Linked DNA regions of Mus musculus: regions 2 and 3 are each linked to region 1. A link is a contact called in public promoter capture Hi-C data. All regions are on one chromosome and are shown on one strand. The core of a region is the stretch at or near the end of the contact, and the rest is flanking DNA. Distances in the headings are between cores, read along the strand shown. Region 1 holds the start of Kansl2 (KAT8 regulatory NSL complex subunit 2). Region 2 holds the start of Map3k12 (mitogen-activated protein kinase kinase kinase 12). Region 3 holds the start of Eif4b (eukaryotic translation initiation factor 4B).

What was found. Promoter capture Hi-C pulls out the DNA fragments that hold promoters and counts their contacts. Capture Hi-C pulls out chosen DNA fragments and counts their contacts.
Region 2: a promoter capture Hi-C map of pre-B cells shows a contact between it and region 1, with 3 times the contacts expected there. The contact joins the promoter of Map3k12 here to the promoter of Kansl2 in region 1. A contact is called at or near these places in 3 of 39 promoter capture datasets (cranial neural crest, maxillary cranial neural crest and pre-B cells).
Region 3: a contact with region 1 is called in a promoter capture Hi-C map of adipose tissue. The contact joins the promoter of Eif4b here to the promoter of Kansl2 in region 1.

Annotation. Positions count from the first base shown.
Region 1 is chr15:98,532,377-98,536,387 of GRCm38.p6, forward strand. Kansl2 (KAT8 regulatory NSL complex subunit 2) reads right to left here and starts at 1,893. Exons shown (of 10, transcript NM_133714.5): 1 at 1,526-1,893; 2 at 1,142-1,400. The coding sequence starts at 1,392.
Region 2 is chr15:102,514,635-102,518,645 of GRCm38.p6, forward strand. Map3k12 (mitogen-activated protein kinase kinase kinase 12) reads right to left here and starts at 2,370. Exons shown (of 16, transcript NM_001163643.1): 1 at 2,154-2,370. It overlaps Tarbp2 (TARBP2, RISC loading complex RNA binding subunit), which reads left to right and starts at 3,558. Exons shown (of 9, transcript NM_009319.3): 1 at 3,558-3,968. The coding sequence starts at 3,916.
Region 3 is chr15:102,071,689-102,075,699 of GRCm38.p6, forward strand. It overlaps Eif4b (eukaryotic translation initiation factor 4B), which reads left to right and starts at 2,085. Exons shown (of 15, transcript NM_145625.3): 1 at 2,085-2,275. The coding sequence starts at 2,263.

The sequences.
Region 1 (4,011 bases), core at 643-3,142:
CCCATTACTTAACAAGGCTTGGCAAGTGAGTCAGCGCTCCAGCATGAAGAATTAACTTAGAGTGCCAATTCAGTGACTCAGCAAACAGAAGGGCCTACCACCAAGGCCAGACAGACCACCTGAGTTCCATCACCCCCCACACAGCAGAAAGCTACCCTCCGACCACGTGTGTGTGGCAGCACGTGAATCCTCATAATAGATGTTTAAGGAAGAAGACTTTAGAGCTGCAATCCCAGAACTCCAGAAGCCGAGGCAGGAGAATTAAGGGTTAAAATCAGTCTGACCATAATCAGAACTCAAAACCTTAATTTTTCCAGCAAGCGATTAACTAAATATCTCTCCCTCAAATGGCCTTCCAGTTCTCATTATTGGCGGGGTGGGGTGGGAGGGTTGAGACAGGGTTCTGTTTAGCCCTGGCAATTCTGGAATTCAATGCTTTTACTAGGCTGGCCTGAACTCCCAAGTGCCAGGATTAAAGGCCTGCACCACTGCTGCCAGCATCATCACCTCTGAGCATTTGAGTGTTTTGACCTGCCTCCCAAAGAGTGAATATCCTTAATACCTTTTTTACAAACACACGACCTAAAACTCCGCAGATACGACCAACTCTACACATCATGTTCCCCTTTGCACTTTAAAACTGAAGGCAGGGGACAAGCATGTGGCACCAACATTCTCCCACTCCAGTTCCAGGAGACCCAACGCCCTCCCCTCAAGCATGAACGTGGTACACCAACACACATGCAGGCAAACACCCATACACATGAAAGTTCTTTAAAAAACCATAAAGGGTTGCCAAAACTGTTCCAAGCAAGGGCGAGACTGTCTCAAAAGAGGAGCCGGGGGTGGGGGAGTCTGTGACTCTGCAAGCCTAGCTTAACCTTCTGTCTGTCCTTCCGTACCAGGAGGTACTAAAACCGACTCCAGCAAATTGGCCTCTGACCTCCCCACGTGTCCCTAACCACACAAAACAAACTACCAACGGGAAATAAATGCTTCGAAATGTAATAAAAGTCTAACGGTAGGAGGTTTGGGCGTTGAAGCAGGCTCGGTGATACAACCTGTGCTTGGCGTGCATTGAAAAGTAAGAACGACTCTCGGAGCCCGAAGGCACCCATATAACCCACGCCTCTCCACGTACCCATCTTTCTTCTCGGGCTTTGGGGCAGCACTGGGGCACCTTTTTCCATTCTTCGTCGAGACGTAACTACATTGTTTGAAGGGTGCATTCTTGTCTTCAAGAATGTGCTTAATGCAGAACTCCTGCCCCTCCAGCCGCGGCTGAGAGCACGGGCGGTGAGTGAACGAACAGGAAAGGGGCTCCTGCGACCTGGGCACTGGGGTGATCCTCCCCCGATTCGTTGGCAAGACGTGAATCCGAATCCTGTTCATGCCAAAACCTGCGGGGAGGGCGGTCACACGACAGATCGAAACGGCCTTAGCCCGGCCACGAGTCCTGGTTGCGTGCTCCCGCGGCCGCCCTCCAGCCTCCCGTCACCGACCCGCCCGCCGCCCGGGCCCCTACCACGTTGGCCGAATCTCCGCAGCAGCAGACCGGAAGCGCGGCGCCTGTCCCACGCGGCACCACTGCAACGGCGCGGCACGCCCCGCCCCCACGCCCCGGCTCGCCGCCTTTGTCCCTGGCCGCCTCAGCGCTCACAGCCCCGACCCGAGCGCCTTGGCCGTCGTCCTACAAGCGCCATCTTGTCCCACGGCTCCCGGCACCGGAGAACCTGGCTCCCCGAAAGCCTAGCAACCAGAGAGGCTCCAACGCTGCAGGAGACGACGTGCCGCGCTGAGCTGACAGAGAAGGCGAGCAGCGCCTAACAGCAAAGGAGAAGCGCCCGGCACGGCGCCATCTTACCTCCCCCACCGCGCGGCACCGCGCAGCTTGCCCTCTGGCTGCTCCGCCTGCTCGGAACGCGACCCTAGACGCTGATTGGTTGCTGCGCTGAGGGTGCTGTGCTCCTATTGGTCAGAACTAACACTAGCCTGTGGAGGGCGGGACAGTGAGAGACTCCACAACGGGAGTGGCTGAAGTGAAGTGTCTGTCAGAAACTCGGCCGGTGAGTGGGCCGTCGGAAAGGCGGGCCACCGCCAGTCGCCGGATTCGGATATTTTTCCATCTGAAGGGTTCGTCTTCTGGTGGCAGTAGTCTCCAGTCTTCTCGGGCAGCTACTTCTTTACCGTCCCTACACAGCAGAAGAGTAGACATTGGGGTGGCTGGAGAAATGGCACCGACTGCTCTTCTAGAGATCCTGAGTTCAATTCCCAGCAACCACATGGTGGCTCACAACCAACTCTAACGGGATCCGATGCCCTCTTCTGCAGTGTCAGAAGACAGGGACAGTGTACTCATATGAATAAATCTTAAAAAAAAGAAAAGAAAAAAAGTGGACGGTGGCTGACCGTGTTTTCTGTTTACACATGAAAAGGTTTTATTAGTTTTCTATGGTGACCAACCAGTTCATTTAATTTTTTTTTCTTGGTCATTTCATGTAAACACTCGAACTCTTTCTATCTCATGAATCATATATATGTACTAATTAATTTTTGTAGAGCAGCCCTAAGAGGTAGACATTATTTTTTAGGTAGACATTATTTACAGATAAAGTGATGGAAAATCAAAATGACTTCTGGCATAGCGCATGCTTCTCAACGCCCTGCCGAATAGTGTATTATAGAAACAGGCTATTCCGTTTTCACGATTCTTTAAAGATTCCAACCACACCTATAGAAATCCGATGGCTCTCTGCCTTATTCTCTTCTTCTTCTCCCCCCCCCCCCGCCCCCCTTTGGAGACAGGGTTTCTCTGTGCAGCCCTGGCTGGCCTCGAACTCAGAAATCCGCCTGCCTCTGCCTCCCAACTTATTCTCTTAAGAGAGTATCTCCCACTTGGTAGTGGTGGCAGACTCCTTTAACCCCAGCACTGGGGGGGGGGGGGGGGGGGGGAAGAGTAGAAGCAGGCAGATCTCCGAGTTCGAGGCTAACTTGGTTTACAAAGCCAGTTCCAGGACAGCCAGGGCTGCACAGAGAAACCGTGTCTCAAAAACAAAAGATGAAAAAGCCACCAGGTACGGTTACGGTAGGTAGCACACACCAGTAATCTGAACACTGTGGAGAGAGGCAAGGGGGTCTCTGTGGTCAAAGACAGGATCTGGACTTGTCTCACTGAACCTGGAGTGCACCATTTTTAAAAACTTATTTGTGCCCGGCATGGTGGCGCACATGCCTTTAATCCCAGCACTCGGGAGGCAGAGGCAGGCAGATTTCTGAGTTCGAGGCCAGCCTGGTCTACAGAGTGAGTTCCAGGACTCTGAGTAGCCAGGGCTACACAGAGAAACCTTGTCTCAAAAAAACAAGGGAAAAAAAAGAGTTACAGTGGTTTGGTGTCTCTTCACACCAATAAGAATTCAGGTACATGCGTACATGATGTAAACTCTCCCATTTAAAAATAAGAAAAATGTTCACCAGCTACTGTTCCTATTGCTGTGCCTAAGACATGATCTCCTTATACAGCCATCTTGCCTCAAATAGCTACTCTCCTGCCTCAGCTTCTTTTTTTTTTTTTTTCCGAGACAGGGTTTCTCTGTATAGCCCTGGCTGTCCTGGAACTCACTTTGTAGACCAGGCTGGCCTCGAACCCAGAAATCTGCCTGCCTCTACCTCCCAAGTACTGGGATCAAAGGTGTGTGCCACCACGGCCTGGCTCTGCCTCAGCTTCTTTAGTGCTGGGTGGAGGGAAGCTGGAGACAGGTGGATCCTGAAGCCTGCTGGTCAGCCGAGCTAGACTGCCAACTCCAGCAAGTGTGTTGTCAGTCCCAGATCTCTACTCTCTTGAATTTTGTCTGGTTAGGAATCTCTCCACAGCAAACTGACACTCAAGCTTACAGGTGACTTTTTCACTTTGTTAATTCAAATGAAGCCTCTAGGCTCTGTCTTATAAGACTATTGTGTAATATCTAACACATTGAATCTCTTCCCTGTCCAGAGAGATGCCCCCAGACTGGC
Region 2 (4,011 bases), core at 1,120-3,619, 4.0 Mb after region 1:
TGGCCTTAAACTTGCAATGTGGTGAAATATGACCGTGAACTCCTGCCTTTACTTTCCCAGTGTAGGAGAAAGTGAAGCATCATGGCAGGCAGGCTTTATGCTAGGGATGGAACCCAGAGTCTTGTCTTTGCTTCTTGCATGCATGTTTGTCAGGCCTTTACCACCTGAACCACCACTAGACCCTGATACAAAGTTGTCTTTTCTTTTTAGTTTGCTGAGACAGACTCAATGTAGTCTTGACTACCCTGAAACTTGTAGTGTAGACAGGCTGGCCTTGAACTCACAGAGATCCACTTGTCTCCACCTGCCTCCACTGTGCTGAGGCTTCTACCAGCCACCATGCTCTGTGCTTCCTTTGTTTACCTCCTCAAGACAAGAGGTAATAATGAGGAAGAAAGGGAGGTAGAGAAAAAAAGAAAAAAGGAAAATAAAGAAAAATGCGACCTGCCAGGTCTGTCAGCACAGGCCTCAAAGGCTCAGCTATTTAAGAGGCTGAGACAGGAGAATTTAAAGTTCAAGCCCTGAGAGGTAACTTAGTGGCACTGTCTCAAAAAATTTGAAAACAAATAAACAAACAAACAAACAAACAAACAACCCAATGGTGTACTTTGGTGGTAGAAAGCTTGCCCAGAATGTAGGCCCTGGGGTCAATTCCTAATACCATGAATAAATAGATAAAACTGAAGAACAGGGCTCTTCTCTGGAGCTCCCTATGCCCCAGAACAGCATGGCCCCTATCCTGGTTCACACATGACCGGGCTTTCTGAGGGCAAATGGACAAACTCTCCTAAAGCCACCATGTCCTCTGCTGGCATCCTTTCAATGGATTCTAGAAAAGCTGCCACCTCCCATTCTCTTACTCCCTAGGCATGGGCAGCAAAGGCAGAGGTGGGTGCTGGAATTTCGTGTTCTCTATCATTTTATTATTAACCCCCATTCCCAGAGACTCAGAGCAGTAACTGCTTTTAACAGGGTTTTGCTCTTGTGAAGAAGTCTAGGAAACCCCAGCCACACCTTCCATCTTCCACCTCCATCCACCAAAGATCTAGGACTTGGCAAGTATTGGACCTTGGGGTCTTCCTGGAAGTCAACAGTTGGTTAGACCCAACTTGGGGCCCAGATAACTTTCCATGAGAGATGGCAGCACTCTTGAACTTGTAAACACTAATGTTTGGACAGCAAGGCCCAGAGGGAACTTGGGCTGTTTCCTTTCCAAATTCTTGCTACTGGTGTAAGCTTGGGATGACCCTCTGCCTGAAAACCACGAGGCGGCTGGGAGAATCAGAAGAGAGTTTAGAGTGAGGCTCCAGGTGCCTGGGGTGTGTGAGACCTCATGTGCATGCTCTTTTGGTTGAAGGCCAAAGAGGCAGAAGACAGAGAGCCGCAAGGCTCCTCCCTGCAGCCCTACTACTGTTTATGGAACCCACCCCTCTTCTCTTTCTACCCTCAGCCAAAGCCTTGCCTACCAAGATTGTAAGCCAAGGAGTTTGGTGAGTGTGTGAGAAAAAGGGAGGTTTGTGAAGCGCCTGACTAGGGAAATGGGTTAAGGAAACCAGAGACGAGCAGGCAGAAGAGAGAGAAAACTACATCCAAATGGAGGACGGGGTGCAACAGCTGGACGGTAGGGAATGCCACAGCTGGAGATTAGAGGGATTACAGATGGACGGGGGAGAGGGCCCTGCCAGGGCATGCAGGTGTAGGTGCAGCCTAATTTTCAGGTAGAGCCTATTAGGTGCAGGAGTGGGGGAGGGGGGCGGTGGGTATATTAGGCCTTGCCCTTCCATCCCTTCCCTGGAGGGGGCCACAATTCTCCCTCCTTTCTAGGTCCTGAGGTTGAGGAGGAGAGGACGTGCTCTTGCCCGCTGTCCTTTAGGTCTTCCCCTAGCCACCCTCATCCTCGCATAATCCACCACAGCTTTGGAGGCTCTTGGTCTCCAAGCTGGGCCGCCGCATCCCTCAGCTTCGCCCGGTTCCTTCCTATCTCCAGGCGTCGGGTCCAGGGCTCTAGTTCCTTCATACCACAGCTTCAGCATCCTCGAGTCACCTCCTCCCCCACCACGCCACAATTGTATCCCGACCCTCCCTCCACGCCAGGATCCCAAGACCCGAACCCATCCCTGCCCCCCACCCCCACAAGTCGCCCAGGCTCTCACCTCGGGGGCTCCGCGGCCGCAGCACAAAAGGCGGCGCTGCTGCAGCTCCGCTCCGGATGCTGCTCCCGCCTCCTCCTCCTCCTCCTCCTTCCCTCCTCCCCCCGTTGCCCTCCACCGGACCTGGAGAGCTGTCACCGGCGATGCTCGTGTGGAACTCAGGTGTACGGGTGTCAGCCCCAGCTTTTAGCCCCCACCCCCTACTCGAAGCCCCGTCCCCACTCGACTTGAACTCCCGCTCCTTCCAAAGCCCCCGCCCCTGGCCCCCCGGGACGGACACGCCCTGAGCGGGGGATGCTGCGCTGGAGTCGCCGGCCTCTTAAAGGAGCCTGTGGCTGCCATCCGGCGCGATCCAGGCTCCTTCCTGGAGGTGTTCTACGGCAGTTCCACTTTGGTCCTCATGCGGAATCTGTAGGATCCCCTTGTGACCTGTCTTACAGATTCTTTCCTACACCCCGAGAGCGCAGTCCATCAGTATACACAACGCTCTGGCACTGGTCCCTTGTCATACCGACATCTCCAGCTGGCCTTCCCTCGTCGCTGCTCCATTTTCACCCAATTGGAATCCACCCAGCCGTAGGTCCCTTCCCACTTCTGTGCTCCTGGATGACCGATCGCTCGTTTTCATTACTGATTCCTCTTACCTCTAACCCTATTCCTTTCTAGCAAGACATCTTATCCTAGACCCATTTTAAAAAACACTCTTTGAATCACGTTTTTCGTGGTATCACTTTCTCCTTCTGTCCAAGGTCACAAGATTTCCCATATTTCTTTCACTCTGGTGGTATCAAGGCTTTGGAGAGCCAAAGGTAATCGTTAAGCTCTGCGCGTATATTAGTTCGTTAATTATTCCTGTGCTCTTTCAGGTGAGACTAAACACAGAAGGTCCATCTAATGATTCTCGGGACAGTTAAAAGAGGTTCACTAGGGCTGATCTAAAGAGGCACGAACCCTGTCAGGCTGCGTGGAGTTAGTGAAGAGAGGCGAAGGACAAGCCACAGAAAAGCAACGGGTTTTTTGACACGGAGTGCTGAGAAGCTTACGCTACAGCCTGGGAGACCGGGTCTGAGGAGAACTCCGGACTTATAAAACCCCAGAGCTCTGGGGTGGGGGTGGCCAGGTAAGGCACACCCTCTGGGGCAGCAAAAGGACTTCGGCCAATCACAGCCTTTCCTCAAGGAGAAGGCTACACCTTTCCTCGTCTCCGCCCTCTGGGCCAAGTGACCAATCTGCAAGCGCCTACAGGAAGTCGCTCTCAGTATAGCCAATAAAGCAGCGAAGCCCGCAGCGGCGCCCGAATGACGCGCTGGCGCCTGGGTTCTGTAGTTCTCTCAGGGAGACAGACCTTACCGCCCCGCCCCTGGCCGCCTACACGCAGCTAATACGCATGCTCACAGTGTCGGCTTGGGAGGAGGCGGTGCGCAAGGAGGAAGGCGGGAATGACATTAGGAAAAAAAAAAAACCAAAAAAACAAAAAACCCAACCCACTCGTAGTAGCTTGGGAAGCTTCCGCCGAGGGTCTGCTCCTCCCAGAAGGCGGTGCAGATGCCCGGGCGAGTCTCGCTGAGGGTTGTGGGGCGGGTAGCTCGGATCCATAAGAAGACACAAGGAGCCGAGTGGGCGGGGGACTCCAGATCCCAGCATGCCCCGCGGCGGGCCCTACCGGCCGCGACTCCGGGCTTGGCCCCGGCCCTAGCTCCTCGGCGGTGTACTGGGGTGCGTGGAGGCTGTAGTCACGGTGGCGCCCGCGGGGACGGAGGAGGGAATGAGTGAAGAGGATCAGGGCTCCGGCACTACTACAGGCTGCGGGCTGCCCAGGTGAGCTGCCTCGCTTGGATTCCTGAAGGACGAAAAGTGTGAG
Region 3 (4,011 bases), core at 835-3,334, 3.5 Mb after region 1:
CAGCCTGATATACATAGCAAGTTCCATGCTAGACAGGGCTAAATAGTGAGACCTTTTCTCAAAAGCAACAAAATGACAGCGAGAAAGCAAAAGAAAGAAAGAAAGAGAGAGAGAGAGAGAGAGAGAGAGAGAGAGAGAGAGAGAGAGAGAGAGAAAGTGAGAAAGAGAGAAAGAGAGAGGTTTGGATTAGTGATTTGGCAGTGGGTTGCACACGGCCTTATAAAAGCTTATTTAGCTTTCATTCTAACACCCAGGAGGCAGAGGCAAGTGGATCTCTGGGAATTTAAAGCCAGCCTGGTCTACAGAGTGAGGTCCAGGACAGCCAAAGGTATGAAACAGAGAGACCCTGTCTCTCAAAAAAAAAAAAAAAAGTCTTATTTTGTCCATGTCAGTGTGGCCATGTTTCTCAGCAACTGTTCAGATCTCTCCTCCAGGAAGACGTGTGGCAGCCATATTCTGCATGCATTGCAGTAGACAAAGCCTTCAGGCAAGAAACCCAGCTAGGAAGTTAATACAGTGGTCAGGCTGAAAACCATTGGGGAAAAGCAATAGCAAATTAAAGGAGAGGGACTGGGTAGGTACGGCTATCAAACCTTGACAAATGATCTCGTTGTCTCTTTGTAGCCCAGTCTGATCTTCACTTGTTCTGTAGTCAAAGCTTGCCTTCCACTGATCTTTCTATCTCAATCTACCAAGCACGGTGATTACCACTTTTGTATGTGGTGCTCCATACTGAGCTAAGAAAAGTATTTCTGTCTTCTTGTTTTGTTTTTGTTTGGTTGGCTGGTTTAGGGGTTATTTTGTTTTGTTTAGTTTTGTTTTGAGACAGGGTCTGTGTGTATGTAGCCTTGGCTGACTTGGAACTGGATATGTAGACCAAATTAGCCTCAAACTCTCTATACATAGAGATTTGCCTTTGTCTGCCTTCCAACTGTAGGAATTAGAGATGTGTGCCAGCTGGGCATGGTAATGAATACTGTTAATCCCAGCATTCAGGAGGCAGAGATAGGTGGCTCTCTGAATTTAAAGTCTTGCCTGGTCTACATAATGAGTTCCAGGACAGCCAGTGCTATGTAGAGAGACCCTGTTTCAAAACACCAAATTAAATATAAGTAAATAAATTAATTAAGGGTATGTGCCACCATGCCTGTTTCTGCAAATCATTTTTTAAAGTATATTTATTTTTATTTTATGTGCATTGCTGTTTTGCTGCATGTATGTCTATATGAGGGTGTCAGATCCTTTGGAACTGGAGTTAGAGTTGTGAGCTGCCATGTGGGTGCTAGGAATTCTGGAAGAGTAGTCAGTGCTCTTAACCGCTGAGCCATCTCTCCAACCCCTGTTTTTATTTGTTTGTTTTTTGTTTGTTTTATGGTTTGTATGTTTTAGGGTCATAAAAAAATTTTAGGAGCTGGAATTGTGGCTCAGTGGCTAAGAATGTTCCCTGTTCTTGTAGAGGGGCAGGCCATCTGGAGTTGTACCCAACTGCCTTTTACTCTATTAGCCTACTTACCTGTAATGTTTATCATTTGTAGTATTTTATTCAAGGTAGTTTTAATCCCTTTTTATATCCACAAATGTCTGTTAAACAGTGCCTGGCACGTGGCTGGTGTTCAATAGTTTCACTTTTTGAAATATATATTTTTAAAAAAAATGAAGCATTCGCTGTAAGAAATGTGGCTAGCCACTCGGTGCTGGCCCTTGTCAGTCCATTGGAGGGTTAAATGAGGCAAAAGCCCATGGTTCAAATGTTACCTTCTTAATTGAAACCATTCTACGGAACATTATATTTTCTTTGTCTTTACAAAAAGTGATTTAAAAAGAAACTCAGAATCTTCCCTTCGGAAAAAATCAATTGTGGCACACCCATTCTAGATTCCAAGTCCACTCTGTTCCATAGAATCAGCAAGTGCGACCCCGCCCTTCGCGCCGATCCAGCACCCACAAGTCTGTGCGCCAGGAGACTCCGCCCCGGGCGCAGATCGGACCGGACGGCCGCGCCGGGCCCGACGTAAAGCGAAGGGTTTCGCGACAGCTCAGACTCCACCCCTTCGGCCACATGTCGCGCAGGTCTTCCCGTCGGACGCCGCGCCACCCCCTCGCGCTGCTTTACGAACCCAGCGCGGCGGCGGCGCCCCGCCTTCTGCCTCCGTCCTCGGCTCCCCGCCCCCTCCTGGTTTCACGTCTCCAAGCCCGTCGCGCCCGCTATAATCACGTGACTGCCTCATCCGGGTCCTTTGCGTTCTCTCTCCCTCTCCCAACATGGCGGCCTCAGGTGAGTGAGCGGCCGAGCGTGGCCAAAGACCAGGCTCGGAAACAGCCTCCGGGCTTGGTCCGCTCCTTGCTGGAGGTCGGGGGCAGGAGGCACCGGCTCCTTTCGGACCTGGGGGCAGCGGCAGGCTAGCGGCATGGCCGCTTGAGGTTACCGCCTCGGGATGTCTAGGGGGAGGGGAAGGCCTTCCCCTCCCCCTCACACCCTTTTCACCCCGTTGCGCGAGGTTGGAGTAGGCAGAAATGGTGGACCCTGCCTTCAATTGGAGGAGGCAGCACAGAGAGACGTGCGGGAGGCGCGAGGCTCTCAAAGGCGTGAAGCACCGCGCCCGCGCCAAGGCGCGGGTGGAGGAAGGAGGCGGTTGGCGCGCGGACCGGAACACATTGGGCCGGGTCTCCAAGGCGCGAGGCCGTTGCGGACCCTCGTGGGGGCGGGGGGGTGCAGTTAGAACGCGAGCGCGAGGCTGTGGAGGGGCCGATGAAAGCAGCGGTGCGCGTGCGCGGCACGGGCGACGAGGCGAGGTGGTGGAGAAGGCGCGCCTCAGAAACACGCGCTGCTGGACTCCAGATGGGAAGCCTGGATGGACCTGGCTTTTGCTCGTTTATGACCTTGTACTTTAAGCTTTAGTCGGTTTGGGAGCGTGGCACGGCCGCTGTACTCCCAAGCGAACGCATATTAGGTTTGGCCCCACTATAGTTGGGGGTAGGGAACCCAGGGTGCTCCCACGTGTTAGGTGCTGTAGGGATAGACACCTAGATTTCTCCTGTGCCTTTTTCTTTCCACCTCTTGATTCAACCAACAGTTTTTATTGAGTGCACACTATATGCCAGGCAGAGGTGGGGAAGGAAATCGGGGCGTTGCATTATATAGAACTTCCATTTTTTGGGTAGTTTTAGTGTCAGGATTCAGCTTTTGTCATTTTCCCAGATAACTGGGAAACTTCCAGAAGGTGCTATTAAAATAGTGGCTAGAGGTTCTGCGTGCGTTTGTTTGTTTGGTGGAATGTATATTCCCTGCATTGCAAGTGAGGTTTGTGGAGGTCGTTTCGGGTTTTGTTTTTTTGTTTTGTTTTGTTTTCCAAGTTTTTTGCTTTTTGGGTTTTTTTGGCATTTGCAGTGGACCTGTGAATACCAGAGGGCTTTTAGACACCCAGCATTAGTTTTCGTTTTAGTTTATTTTTTATAGCATAATCTGTTAAAAATACCTTTTGGATTGCTGTGCCTAAACTGTGCGACAAGGTCTCTCATTTAGCTCTTGACTATCTGACCAGGCTTGCCTTGGGGTTGTTGGGATTAAAGGTGTTTAGCAACACGCCTGGCAACATTCAGTGTCTTAACCAGAAGTCCATCTTTTCTAATATTACAAGGAAATCGGGTTCTGTCTTTGGAAAACTTTCTCACTGAATCTACTGCCTTCGGCCATGAGAACTTCCTTTCCTCCCCTGCATTGCTGGACATTGAACAGAGTTTTTGGCCGTGCCAGGCAAGCACTCCAAGCTAAATCCCCAACCCTGGGTAACAGCTTTTGTTAGTAGAGCACTTAATTGAACAAGCCTGTGAGAGCATGTAAAGAACTGGTGGTTTCTCCAGCTGAGGAAAAATTGCTCAAAGATTTGTCGAGGGTCACGTTGTTTGCAGGTAGCAGATCAGACAGAGTCACAGTCCTGGAAACACCAGGTTCCTAGCTGGGCTCATTAAGATTGTAAGTACAAGAACGAAGTTGGAATTGATGGCTAAAAG